2 separate regions of the Mus musculus genome follow, and region 1 is linked to region 2. Evidence: chromatin contacts called from public Hi-C data. All regions are on one chromosome and are shown on one strand. The core of a region is the stretch at or near the end of the contact, and the rest is flanking DNA. Distances in the headings are between cores, read along the strand shown. Region 1 overlaps Gm40281 (a long non-coding RNA gene). Region 2 has its middle 23 kb from the start of Gm31601.

Region 1 (2,738 bases), core at 19-2,518, 110 kb before region 2:
GGGGTGGGGTTTCCTTCTGGGATGAAGCAAGAGTTTGGAGAGACAGTGGAGGCTGAACTCAGCCTACCAAAGACCTCCATCCCACTTGCAGAGCCAGCCCTGGGGCTCACCTCAGTGGGTCACCTCAAAGGACGTCTCCTGCCACCACTAGCATGGCCAGAATCAAGAGGATTTGAAGTGTCCTGTCCTTCCCTGGGGGACACTTGTCAAGCTCTCTGTAGCCTGTGGCCATGGCGAGGGGCTGTTCTGAGTGAGCGAGGATGTGTGGGTTTTTGCAGATGCCTTTGGTTCTCTGTGTCTGTTTCCTTTCCTAAAAAGAATCCATCCCAGGGCAGCATCTCTTATACATCTCCTCCCTCTGACCCTCCTCAGCCTGGTCCAGGGTGACTGTCTTTCTACAACTGCTAAACAGAAGCTAAACTCCAGCATGCCAGCATGTGTGAAGATGCTGGGATGCTGACACTTTTAAAATAACGTTTCTAATTGGGCTTGTCGCTCACTTTTCCCCACTGTTTTCATAAATTGCATTTAATTGTTTTCAGGTTGATTCTTCAAAAATAAATTGTTACCTAGAATCTCTGGGGTGCCTGCCCACACAGCGTCGGGCAAGACATCCCAGGGGCCTGGGACGTTTATTTCTGCTGTGTGTGTGTCTTGACGTGGGCGCTCTGCTCATACCTCTGAGGGGGCTGGGAATTTCTTCTGAAGTCCAGAGCTTTCAGTGAATCATGAGTGGTGCCCAGCCTGTGGGTGACAGTGACAGGGGTGCCAGCAGCAGACAGTGACGGAAGCCCAGCATGGCTCTTGTTCTGTGCATTTCACCTGGTGCCTCTTCACTGTTCCTGAAGGGGTGACTATACCCCCTTCATCAAGAAGGAAATAAAAAAAAAACACTCTCTCCTCCTCCCCCATCGGGTCCCTTCCTCAGCACCTCAGCAGAGCCTTACCAGGTGCCTGGCTCCCCTGCAGGCAGTCAAGGAGGCGGTATCCATGGCAACAGGGCCACCCGCCTCCTGGGCAGGGCCATCTTCTTGCAGAAGCCTTCCTGGCACAGGTCCAGGGCACAGTGCGCCCTGTCCACTGCTCAGATCCTGGATGCAGCCCCAGGCACCCATGGGAGCCCCCACCCTTGGGGGCCGTGGGAGGAATTTTAAACTCCTCAAGTATTCTTCAAAAGCACCCATGTGGTTAGTTAAGCCTCCTAAGATAATTACAGTGAAGCAATTACTTCTTTAAAGACATTTGGGGGTGTTAAGATCCTGGCTCCTATTTTTCATGATAACAGTGAGTCCTTTTGTGCCTGGAACCTGGTGAGTCTGTTCCCCACAGGTGCTTCTGGGATAGGGGTGCATCACATTCTCCTTATGCAGGCATGAGCGGCTCCCTCCCCCATACCCCCCCCCCCGCCCCACCCCAGCAGACCTCCAGTAAAGCAATGGAAGAAAGAGTCAGCGGTTTCTGAATCCCAGGAGAGGACAGAACAAACAGCAAAGTAAAGTATTTTCATAGTGTTGGCCGCAGCTTCCCCAGCCAAGACTGGCTGGAAGGAGCAACTGTACCCTGGTCCATCTCCTGTCCATTCTCCAGGCCACATTGCCTCTGAGGTGGAACAGAAGGCTGAGGTGCAGGTCCCCAAGGGCTTGCCACCAAGCATTCCTATAACCCTCCCTTTCTCTCGCTCTCTCTTTCTCTCTCTCTCTCTCTCTCTCTCTCTCACACACACACACACACACACACACACACACACACACACGTCTCCTAAGGTATCTGCCAGAGTCCATACTCTAAAGGCAGCAATGGGGTCTGTGAGCATCCCTGAGCCCCGTGTCAGAAAGCCTGTGAGGGTGTACACTACACAGGGGGGTGTTTGGAGAACACAGTGAAGCTTTATGAAGGAGGTGGCAGAGCCTCAGACCACTTCTAAGCAACAACACCTTTTCCCCCCTGATGTGCACTGCCGTGATGCCGGCCCTGCAGGGTGGGTGATGGTGAAAATGACAGAATAGGGACTCTGAGCTCAAACACTCAGCTTCCTCTAGAGAGCTTAGAAGCTCTTGAGGCGCCCCACCCCCCATAAGCCACCTGACCTGCTGGGGTGGTCTACTGCACCTGAGAGGTGGGAGATGTGGTGTGAAGCTGAAGCGACCACTCAGCCTAAACCAGGCCCATCCTCTACCTGACTAACCATGCACTTCCACTCAGTTCCACAGACATCTTTCCTGCCCAGCCCTCACCCAACTCCCTACTAGTCTTCCATCCATTCTCCACTTGACTGAATTCCTCCCTGCTTCCCTGCCCAGACTCCACCTCTAGCCCTGTGTTTATCTTCCTTCCTCCACCTGGAAGGTAATCTCCTGCCTCTTTACTGTAGCTTCCTCTCTGGTTTGTTTTCTCAGCATCACCTCTGCCCCCTGGTGGGCAACACCCAACTTCCATCTGATCTGACGGCCAGAATGCTTTCTTCTCAGAACCCCCAGGGGCTTTAGCAGACCCTTTGTCTGACCCTCCATAACTTATCCATCCCCATTCCTGTCCCTACAGGCAGTGAGACCTATCCCTGTTGCTGATGAATGGCTATCCTTCACTCTAGGCTGGCCTCAGAGGGACATCGACAAACTCACTTACACTCCCCCAAGCATGAGCCCCTTCTCACTCCTGCCCTGGGAGAGCCTTCCACTAAATGTGCTTTCTTCATTTTCCTAGCAAGGCCCACATCATCGAAGCCTCAGTCTCCAGAA
Region 2 (2,830 bases), core at 35-2,534:
CAACAAAAGCTGGGGGTGGTCATCATCTGAAGACCCACTCCATGGGAAACGCTTCTGTCCTCCAGACAGAGGAGATGCTGAGTGGAAACACTAGGAACTGAAAGTACTGGAGAAGACAGAATCATGCCGTAAAACCAATCCATGGTTTGTTTCAATTTCAGGCTCTATGTTTACAGCAGAGGTCACACTGTATGCATGGGGACAAGGACAGCAGCAAGGAGGCCCCATTGCTACCCAAGGAGAGACATGATACCCTTTTGATTGTCTGCATGAAACCTGTGCAAGATGGGCCCTGTTGATCCCAGGATTCTCCATGAGGGTCTGTTGGCCAATATTGGTTGCTGGGAGAAAGAGAGACATTTTATATAGAAGAGTAGCTACTGGCAAAGTGCCATGTTCCTGAAAAGTAACTGATTAAACTCACTGGGGTGGGGGTGGGAACTGACATGAAAGTAGAAGGCAGTCTACTTGGGAAAAGGGATAAGAGGGGCGGGCATCAAAATGTATCCATAGATGCGTGATAATATCATAATGAAGGCCATTGTTGTGAATAATCAATATATACTAATAAAGACATTGTAAGTAAGCATCACAGAGGAAAAGGGACAGATTTTAATCTGGAGCTTTCAGTCTGGAAGAAATGGGGCTATTCTTAGCTAAAAGACACTAAAAAGGTACACCAGTGGCTAGTGTGTAACTCTTGACCACATGGGGGCATGAATTTCAGGCACTCGTAATCTGGAAGGCTATCATATGAGCTCAAAGAATTCCCTGTTAGCCTGCTTGGGTATGGAAATGGGTCTGGGTTCTGTGGGGCACGATCTTGCTTTTAACAGAGGAGAACTGAAGGCTTATGTTACCAAGTGCTACGGTGCCTGAAATGTACGGTGGCGTGCTCTGCAAGACTCCAGGGAGGGCAAGGCTGCTTCCTATCACTAGCGGAACCTGGGGCGAGGAGAAGATTGGTGCTGCTATGTTTCTCCACCGTGTTCCACCAGCATGACAATTTTCATAATTAAGAAAAATCCCGATTTTCCATAGAACAAATTTCCAGGAGGCTCAGCCATCTGGCACATAGGCATACGCCCAAAAGCAAGCAAGAGGACTGCTGAGCAGCCAGTCATGCCGCCACAGCGCCTGCCCGGCAGGCTGCGAGCCCGTGATGGGTACTTATTGATGGAACCTAGCATCCGCTCCTCTTCCATCTGCTCTGACTTCCATGAAGAGATCTGTGTGGCTTAGGAGAGGCTGACTCCACCCCACCTGGAACATTCCGTGCCTCTGACCAGAGACTCAAGGACACTGTGTATTCTGAGCCAGCCCAGTCACTTCAGTCTGAGCATGAATGAAGTCCCAGTCACCCCGGCAGGTCCTGGCAAACAGCCAGGGAACACAAGGGCCTGATAAAGCTGAACCCCACACAAAAAAGTGGAGCCCAAGGGCACCTTGGGAGCTCTGAGCATGTGTCACCTAAAACCAGCATCAAGTCGCTTATTAATCTGTGGCAGAAGTTGACAGAGTCACAAAATGATGACATGAGGCCCTCTGAGTCTGTAGGATGTGCCTGCCAACCCTCACTGGCAGGCACAGAGCAGGAGACTGTGTTACATGTGACACACACACACACACACACACACACACACACACACACACACAGCTACTCTAAAATAACTTGCTACTCTGAAATCACTTCCTAAGATTCAGGAGCATGGACCCTGCAAATGAAGAGTTGAAAGGGCAGCTGCAGGCAGGCACACCACCGCCACCACCACTGCCACCGCCAGCATCCACCAGCAAGCACTGACGGCACGCGAGCAGATGGACTCCTGGCGAGGGAGGAAGCCCAGATGCCTGGCCACATGCAGAACTGGGGAAATGCAAATTAAAGCCACAACAAGACGCCTCTTTACGCCCACTGGCTGGCAGAACCCCCAAACTAGGATAATATCAAGTGCTGGCAAAGACATCCAACCCCAAGAATGCTTCCACGTTGCTGCGGTGGGGAGGGGTGTATGGAATACTCTACGACAACAACAATGCACGTGTAAGGGCATGTGCATCCATGTGCACATGGGTATGGATCTGTACATGTGTTTATACACACTATGTGTTGCATGTATGTGTACATCTGTAAACATGCTGATTAAGTGTGATTATGCTGTGTATATGGATGTGTCTGCACTTGTGTGTATTAACACATAGGTAGGTAAGTATCAGGAGTATGTGTATACAAGGAGACATAGGCACGTGTATGTGCATTTTTGTTAGTGTCATGAGCATGTGTAAAGAAATAGATAGAGGCATGTGTATGTGCAAGTGTAGTCATAAGTATGCATATATGTGTATATATGCACATGTCTCTGTACAGATGTGGCAAAGCTCCAGCAATGTACACACACAGAGAGATGCGAGCATAGACATACACACACACACACACACACACACACACACACACACACATTCGAGTGCACTAATAGATAATTTTTAAAGTTATCGTAAGGTGGCTTCAATGGGTAAAGGTGCTTGCAGGGCTAGCCTATCTGAATTCCACCCCCAGAACCCGTGCAAAAGTGGAAGGCAAGCCAGGTAGGATGGCACAGGCCTTTAATCCCAGCGCTCAGAAGGCAGAGGTGGGATGACCACTGTACTGTGCGTTCCCAGGCCAGTCTGGTATACACAGTGAGAGACCCTGTCTCAAAACAAACAAACAACTAAACAAACAAAGCAGATGGTAAGGCAACCCAACTCCACAAATTTGTCCTTTAACCTCCACACATGTGTCATGCCATGCCCCCACCACACACATCACACACAGGTGCTCCCAAACATA

What was found. Hi-C and Micro-C count contacts between places; a contact is called where the count stands out from the background.
Region 1: a Hi-C map of cerebral cortex shows a contact between it and region 2, with 2.1 times the contacts expected there. The contact joins two enhancer-like sites. A contact is called at or near these places in 1 of 15 datasets of contacts at CTCF or cohesin (CD8 T cells) and 4 of 484 Hi-C or Micro-C datasets (cerebellar granule neurons, cerebral cortex, trophoblast stem cells and 1 more).

The regions. Positions count from the first base shown.
Region 1 is chr5:35,244,066-35,246,803 of GRCm38.p6, reverse strand. The region is part of intron 2 of Gm40281 (a long non-coding RNA gene); the gene reads right to left. Among named protein-coding and RNA genes, the nearest start is that of Gm40281, 16 kb to the right of the region's middle. Within about 2 kb of position 1,268, at least 20 of the 459 cell types and tissues checked have an H3K27ac peak or open chromatin away from gene starts, as enhancers often do. A contact at or near this core is called in cerebral cortex, where this site is marked.
Region 2 is chr5:35,136,740-35,139,569 of GRCm38.p6, reverse strand. No RefSeq gene overlaps it. Among named protein-coding and RNA genes, the nearest start is that of Gm31601, 23 kb to the left of the region's middle. Within about 2 kb of position 1,284, at least 44 of the 459 cell types and tissues checked have an H3K27ac peak or open chromatin away from gene starts, as enhancers often do. A contact at or near this core is called in cerebral cortex, where this site is marked.